Regions from separate parts of the Oryctolagus cuniculus genome. Here region 1 is linked to region 2. The links are chromatin contacts, called in public Micro-C maps. All regions are on one chromosome and are shown on one strand. Each heading gives the region's core, a stretch centred on a gene start, on an enhancer-like site or on the middle of the called end of the contact. The rest is flanking DNA. Distances are from core to core; before and after follow the strand shown. Region 1 holds the start of EVA1C (eva-1 homolog C). Region 2 overlaps EVA1C (eva-1 homolog C).

Evidence for each region. Hi-C and Micro-C count contacts between places; a contact is called where the count stands out from the background.
Region 1: a contact with region 2 is called in a Micro-C map of ear pinna, with 2.7 times the contacts expected there. The contact joins the promoter of EVA1C here to the enhancer-like site in region 2. A contact is called at or near these places in 2 of 6 Hi-C or Micro-C datasets (ear pinna and an unstated tissue).

The regions. Positions count from the first base shown.
Region 1 is chr4:12,478,568-12,482,210 of mOryCun1.1, reverse strand. EVA1C (eva-1 homolog C) reads left to right here and starts at 1,950. Exons shown (of 6, transcript XM_051859497.2): 1 at 1,950-3,335. The coding sequence starts at 3,176.
Region 2 is chr4:12,419,186-12,423,240 of mOryCun1.1, reverse strand. EVA1C (eva-1 homolog C) reads left to right here. Exons shown (of 6, transcript XM_051859497.2): 2 at 66-218. Among named protein-coding and RNA genes, the nearest start is that of EVA1C, 59 kb to the left of the region's middle. Within about 2 kb of position 2,295, at least 1 of the 8 cell types and tissues checked has an H3K27ac peak or open chromatin away from gene starts, as enhancers often do. A contact at or near this core is called in ear pinna, where this site is marked.

The DNA.
Region 1 (3,643 bases), core at 701-3,200, 59 kb before region 2:
TCTACTGCTTTCCCAGGCCATAGCAGAGAGCTGGATTGGAAATGGAGCAGCCGGGACTTGAACTGGTGCCCATGTGAGTTGCCAGCACTTCAGGCGGCAACTTGCTACATCGCAGCTCTGGCCCCGGGCACGCTCTTGTTTATCCACTCACTCACTCTCTGATGGACTTGAGATTGCCTCTACCTTTGGCTACTGTGAGTAACGCTGCCATGAACGTCAGTGTATACGGATCTGCTTGAGTCTCCGCTTTCAATTCCTTGAGGTCTACACAGTTGGCCTTCCATCTGTATTGGAAACTGAAATTTACTGGAAATGTATCTGGAACCGTACCCACTGAAATATATTTGGGGGGAAAATCTGCATTGCACTGAACATGTAAAGATTTTTTTTCTCTTAGTCTCTAAACAATATAATAAAACAACTATTTATATAATATTTACATTGCATTAGGTACCATGAATAATCTAGAGTTGATAAAGTACACAGAAGGGTGTGCATAGCTTTTCTTTAAAGACTTATTTATTTGAAAGGCAGAGTGACAGAGTGAGAGGCAGAGAAAGAGGTCTTTCTTCCATCCGCTGATTCACTCTCCAAATGACCGAAATGGCAAGAGTTGGGTGGATCTAAAGCCAAAAGCCAGGAGCTTCTTCTGGGTCTCCCACATGGGTGCAGGAGCCAAAGCACTTGCGCCGTCTTCTACTGCCTTCCCAGGTGCCTCAGCAGGGAGCTGGATGGGAAGTGGAGCAGCCAGGACTGGAGCCAATGCCACAAGGGATGCTGGCTCTGCAGGCAGCAGCTTTAGCTGCTCCTCCACAGCGCCGGTCCCTGAACCTACTTTTGACCCCTCCGGTCCATTGGCACTCAGCAGCCAGAGCATCTAGTCATGTCACACTGCTGCTGACAACCATTTATCACCTGCAGGTAAAGACGGAACTGATCCCCAAGGTCTCCAGGGACCTGGGCTCCGGCCTGGCCAACACCCTGCTCCTTGGTCTGCTGCAGCCATGCCACACTTCTCTCTGTTCTCCCACAGGGCCACACTCCTAATGGATTTCAACATGCCGGTCCCTTTGCCTCAATTGTTCATTTCCTGCAAACACCTGGCTTGAGCTTGCTCTTGCTGGGCCAGCTTCCCAGCTCCCTCCCTCATCTTGCCTTAAAACGTGTTCCCTAGCATCTCCCGGGACTCTCCTTCGCCTCCAAGACCCCTTGGGTCACACATCCCCATAAAAGCGCATGGTGGCTTCAGCGTGTGTCTTCCCGGCTGTAATAATGGCCAACACTGACCCAGCACTTGCTGTGTTCCAGGTCTTGTTTCAGGCACATCACTAAGTCCTCACCGCCTACCCCGGATTGCTCCTTAGCCACTTGACAGGTGCACCCACTGTCAGTAACAGCTCCCCCACTGGCATCTGGAAGCCAGCGCAGACGCCCAGCCCTCAGGGAGCGGGGCCCCTCCCTGGACCAGCAGTCCCCACCCCTAGCAGTGAACGGTCACCCGCAACTGGACGGAGGAGTGGACAGAAAATACAAAAGGACCCGAGTTTCTGAGCAAACATGGTTTATTGAACGGCTCCCAAGTGCGGGGCATCCTCGCCTGACTCCTCCAGGCTCAGATGCCCCAGCCTAGAAAAACGCACGCTAAGAGCTAGTCTTGTTAAGACAGATTTTCAAAACCACTGTGCCTGGCGCCCGGGTCCCCAGCCCACGGTCGCCCATGCTCAGCATTTACCGGCTCATCCCCAGACGGATGGAAGGGGCTGGGACCCCGCGTCCTGCGGCCCCAGCCCGAGGCGAGCACACAGTGGCACCGCCGGCATCCACCCCTCCGCAGCTCGGCTGCTCACCTCCGGCGCGGGCGCGGGCGGCGCCTCCGCTTTCGCTCTCCCGCGGCCTCGCCGGGGCCTTCGCAGCCCTGGGGCCGCCGGGGCCGCGCGCCCGGCCCCGCCCTGGGGCCTCATTATCTACGTTTCCGCGTCAGACCCGCCGCGAACTTGGCAGGCCCTTCGCGGTGTTCGGGAACACTTTGTGCCCAGCGCCCGCCCGCCGGGCCCTCCTCCCTCCCGCCGGCGCCGCCCGGCCCGGCCCGGCCCGGCCCGGGCCTCAGGGTTCGGGTCTAAGGGGGGTCCCAGGGCGCGCGGCCGCGGGGCCCCCGCGCTACACTTGTCATGGGTTCCCGGGTGCCAAGGCCTCGCAGCCCCGCTCCTCGCCCCGGGGATTCGGTGCCCAAACGTGGGTCACACTGCGCGGTAATCGAGAGGTTCAGAAAGATGCTGTGGCCCATTTTAAAGAACAAAGCCCAATTATGAGCGCCAGGCGGCTGTGTACGCCCGGTCAGGTGTCAAATCTCCCAGCTCTAAGGACAACCAGCACCCGAAGGAGGCTAGAGAGAGAGAGGAAACCCGCTCGGGAGCCATCAGCCCCGCGTGGAGACCCCTGGCTCGTTCCTGTCCAGGTTGCGCGAACCTGGGCTAAACGCCGGGGCTCAGGGTGGCTTTCTGTGACATAGGATGAGTGCGCGCGCTCCGGCACCCCGCCCGGCGGGAGCGGGGGTGGCGGCGCCGCGACCCCACGCCTCCAGGACCCCACCTTCCCGCTGGCCCCGCTCCGCCCCGCCCTGGAGGCGCCCACACTGCACGCGCGGCGCTGGCTCCAAAGTGCGTCACGGGCACTGGCCGCGCTCCTCCCGCGGCCGGGGTGAGCTGGCACGCAGCCAGTGCGGGCCGGGCACGGGGTGACGGGTCGTCTCCGGGGCTGCGACCCCGGCCTGGAAGGCGCTGGCGTTGCCCGGCCCTGGGACGCTATTTGGAGCGCCTTTGGCGGCGGCGGGCAGCGCGCCAGGGACCGACCTCGGCAGTCGTGGGGCTCGCGAAGGCGACGCTTTCCCTGCCAGCCCCCTCGCTTCCTCCGGTGCGGCGGCGGCAGCGGAGATTTCCTCTCGGGGAAACTACGCGGATCCTTCCCGGGGCTCCTCGCCCCGCCCCAGGTCTCCGCCCCCTCCCCTTTGCTGGGGAGCCGGGGCCCGGCCGCGCCGGGGAGGAGACTCGGGCAGCCTGGGCCGGGAGGCGGCGGGGGGGTCCGCGGAGCCGCTAGCCACCCGCTCGCCCCGCCATGTGACGCCACCCAGAGCCCGGCAATCCCCCGCGCGCCCCGGGCCCGCGCCCCGCCGCGCACCATGCTCCTGCTGGGACACGCGCGCCCGCCGCCCGCGCCCCAGCCCGCCCAGCATCCCGGCCTCCGCAGGCAGGTAGAGCCGCCGGGGCAGTTCCTGCGCCTCTTCTACTGCACCGTCCTGGTGTGCTCCAAAGAGATCGCAGCGCTCACGGACTTCTCCGGTAAGTGCGCGCTCTGTCGTCGTGCGCCCCCAGCGCCGCCGTGCGCCGGCGGAGCCCTTGGCTGCTGGCTCCCAAGGGCCACGGCCAAGTTGAATTAAAGTTGAGTCGCGTTCGTAGTCTCCTTGCCTGATGTGAGCCCTTGGCAAGGAAGCATGTGTGGTGTTGTCAGGGTTTCTCGCCCCGCCGCTGACCTTAATTTCCCAACATCGCGGACCTGGCCTGGCCGCGCGCGCGCGTTCGCTGGAGGCGCCCGAGGTTGAGCTCTGTACCGCGCGCCGCTTTTTGGAGTACACGTGTTGTGGTTGGAG
Region 2 (4,055 bases), core at 1,046-3,545:
TGGCCGGCTGGGGCTCCCCGATTCCTTCTGAAGGAAGCTCATGGTCCTGCCGATGTCTGTTTCAGACGAGTTAAAAAACAAAACCGTGTGTGAAGATCAGGAGCTGAAACTGCACTGCCACGAGTCCAAGTTTCTCAACATCTACTCCGCGACCTACGGCAGGAGGACCCAGCAGAGGGACGCCTGCGCCTCGGAGGCCGGGTGGCTGCCCCCGTTCGGTAGGTGTTGTCACGCGGTTATCTTTAAGGCGCTGTCTGATGTCTCGGTTTGGCCCCCCAGGGAAGGAAGCCGTACAGGTGGCAGGCACCTGGGTCAGAGGGAAGGTCAAGGGCAGGGAGGGCGCATTTGCGCTCCATATCCGTGAAGCTCAGTTGTTCAGCCAAGTAGCTATTGAGCACCTGCTGTATGCAAGGCCATCAGTGACCCATACAGAGTCCACTCCTTGTGGAGCTGACGTCCAGCACTGGACAGGGAGGCTGTGAGCAGGCAGATGGGAAATGAGCCAGTGCAGTGGCGGTGCATAATGACCGTAATGATACGGTGAGCAGTCCATGTCCGCAGGCTCTGCCTGTGTGGGTTCAACCAGTCGGACGTGTTGTGTCCGTTGTCTGCAATGCGTCTGTCTTCTCTTGTTGCAATTCCCTAAACGACACAGGCCAGCAGCTGTGTGTATAGCACCTGTGCGGTGTTAGGAGTTACGAGCAACCCAGAGATGATTGAAAGTACACAGGGCAGTGTCCGTAGGCCCTGCTCCCTGCTCCCTGCTCCTGCCTTAGGCAGAGACCAAAGCCTGGGCCATTCCTGGGGTCTGCCCACGCCCGCACTTGCTTCCCTCCCCTCTGAAACGCAGATCTGTGGCTGGCCTTCTCAGCGCCCTGCTCCCTGGGTGATCTGGGTTCCCGAGCTACAGGAGGAGCCGCCGGTGATCTGAACTCTCGCTGCCGAAACTCACTCCTTTCCTCCTCTTTGTTTGCTTGCTTTCTCTCTTTCATTCTTCTTTCTTCTTTTCAATCCTAACTTTTTCTTTATTCAAGGAGGTCTTTCTAGAACGTTCCTGGGGATCGTGCAGGTTCTTTATGGGTTCTGCTACCTGCTCCGTCCACCATGTCTTAATTTGGGGGCGGAGCTCCCGTTTCTCAGGTGTACACCAACTCTCACCTGCTATACCTGTTTGGGAAGCGGTTCTAAGTGACTGTTTCGGGTACTCTGTCCAGCGGGATTCATTCGGCCACGTACGTAGACGTGTCGGCTGAATGCTCTGTGTTCGCCTTACGTCCCTAGTGGGATGGGGGTTGGGTTTCAGTGGGAAAAGTGACCCGACAAGGACAGTGTCAGCAGACGCCATGGCTGGAGACAGACTTCATGGAGAGTTGGAGGGAGCCACCGGCGGTAACCAGCCCTCACTGATGCTGCGGGGATGGGCTGTGAACGGGAGACTGGTCCTGGCTTAGCCATTCAGCTTGAAGATTTTATTTATTTATGTGAGAGGTAGAGTTACAGACAGTGAGAGGGAGAGACACAGAGAGAGGTCTTCCATCTGCTGGTTCACCCCCCAAATGGCCTCCCCCATCCTTCCCAGTCTCCAGCTGTGCTCTGTCCCCTGTCTCTCCCCTTCCCTCTCTACCTCCGGGCCTTTACACAAGCTCTGTCCCTATCCATATCTCAGAGAGCTTTCCCAGGACACCTGCCAGCATGGCCCTCGTCCCTGCCGACTCTCTGGAGCCATCGCTCTGTCCGATTCTCTTCCTGGCTGGATAGAGTCCATGTCATATGTGTCCCCATCTCCTTAGAAGCTGAGCTTTGCAGGCACTGTGTTTGTGGAATTCCCAGCCCAGCAGCTGGAGTGGTTCCTGGCACAGAGCGGGCACCCGTGCCAACCTGGAGGTGCTCGAATGAATCAGGGCCCCTGTAGGGGTGCCCACGTCGGGTTCCTGCAGAGTCGTGGGTGCCGGGTCACGGCCTGGGAATGTGGGTCTGGTGCTGTCACAGCTTCCAACCTCCCATGAAATGCTGGAAATCTGTGTGTTTTTTTTTTCTTTAAGTGAAATGTTCCAACTTCTAAAACACTCTGGGAGCCAAATAAAACATGCCTACAGGCCACATCCGGGCCCCAGGCTGCCAGTGTGTGAGCTGTGCTCTGCATTTCCAGTCATTACTGCAGCTCAGCCGCATTGCTTTGAAGACGGGGAAGAGCCATTTATACCTAACCAGAGACGCTGGGGCGAGTCTGGTAGGGCGACGGCAGAGGGGCGGCTTGTTGGGGCGCTCAGCGGGCGGAACCCCAGAACTTCTGGTTGCAGAGGGTGATCCTTGTACTTTTCCATTGCCTGTCAACTAGCGTCTGGCCAAACCTCACAAGCTTCAGAATGTGGGTACTTCTTTGCAAGCATAGTTGGGAAAGACCAGCTGGGCTTTGGTGAACGGCTGCATGGCCAGGGACCCCTTTGGTTTTCCCAACAGCTGGATTTGGCTTTTTATTTTTTTATTTTTATTTTTTTTTACAGGCAGAGTGGACAGTGAGAGAGAGACAGAGAGAAAGGTCTTCCTTTGCCGTTGGTTCACACTCCAATGGCCGCCGTGGCCAGCGCGCTGCGGCCGGCGCACCGCGCTGATCCGATGGCAGGAGCCAGGAGCCAGGTGCTTCTCCTGGTCTCCCATGGGGCAGGACCCAAGCACTTGGGCCATCCTCCACTGCACTCCCGGGCCATAGCAGAGAGCTGGCCTGGAAGAGGGGCAACCGGGACAGAATCCGGCGCCCCGACCAGGACTAGAACCTGGTGTGCCGGCGCCGCAAGGTGGATGATTAGTTTAGTGAGCCGCGGCGCCGGCCTGGCTTTGGCTTTAGCACTCAGCTATCAAGAGAGAGAACTTCCGGTTTTTCTAAAATCCCACCGTCGTCACGTTGTGATTGCTCTGCAGAAACACATGGTAACATTTAGTAGAGACACACAGAGTCAGCCACAGCGTTCGCCCATCCAGCGAAAAGATGTGGATTTTTCTGGATTTCATCCAAATCCAGGTTGTAGGGCTAAGAACAGTTTTACGTAGCAGGCAACTCTAACTTTTTTCCCGCAAATTTATAGCACGGGTGTTTCCCTGTGTGGCCAACAAGATCCTGAGAGTGTTTGTCACTTCCTAATGTCTTCAAAGGATATGTTACACAACTTGTGTAACTCTTTCCCAGTGGACGGGTTCTGTGTTGTTGTTTCCAATTTTCAAATATCATAAACAATATATAACGAGCTCTTGCTTGTCTTGCTCTCTTCTGCCTTATTTCTTTGGGATACAGTCCCAGAAGTTTCATACCAGGAAAGGACATGGGGATGTTTATAATTCTTTGTACACATTGTCAGAGTTCTTTCCCAAAACTTTCTGTACCAGTTTATCTGCGTAAACCGTGACACACAACTTGGGTACCCAAGCAACTCTGCCAGCCTTTCTTTTTTCTTTTTAAAAAGATTTATTTTATTTATTTGAAGACAGAGTTACAGAGAGATCTTCCATCTGCTGGTTCATTCCCCAGATGGCCATCGTGGCTGGAGCTGAGCTGATCCAAAGCCAAGACCCGGGCTTCCTCCAGGTCTCCCACGTGGGTGCAGGGGCCCTAGTACTTGGTCCTTCCTCTGCTGCTTTCCAGGGCGCATTGTCAGGGAGCTGGGTCAGAAGTGGAGCACCCGGGACTGGAACCGGCGCCCGTATAGGATGCTGGCTCTGCAGGCTGGGCTTTAACCCGCTGCGCCACAGTGCCAGTGCCGTGGAAGCCTTTCTTGTGTGTGTTTCAGAATGCTCCCAATTCAAGAGCTTCAAAGTGGTCCGCCAGGGCTGCCTGCATCGGCCTTTCCTGGGTTCTGAATGAGTTTCCCCATTTCCCTGGGCTTTGTTACTGTTCCCGTAGCTGTGTTGGCACTTGCTCTCGTCATCTCTCCAGCCTTTCTCCTTTGGGGATCTTCATGTGTTTGTTTGTTTATTTTACAAAACTGTATGAGCTCTAGGCGGAGTAGAGACAGTAACTCTTTGCAAGCTTTCTTGGCTATCGGTCTCCTACTCCTGCAGCC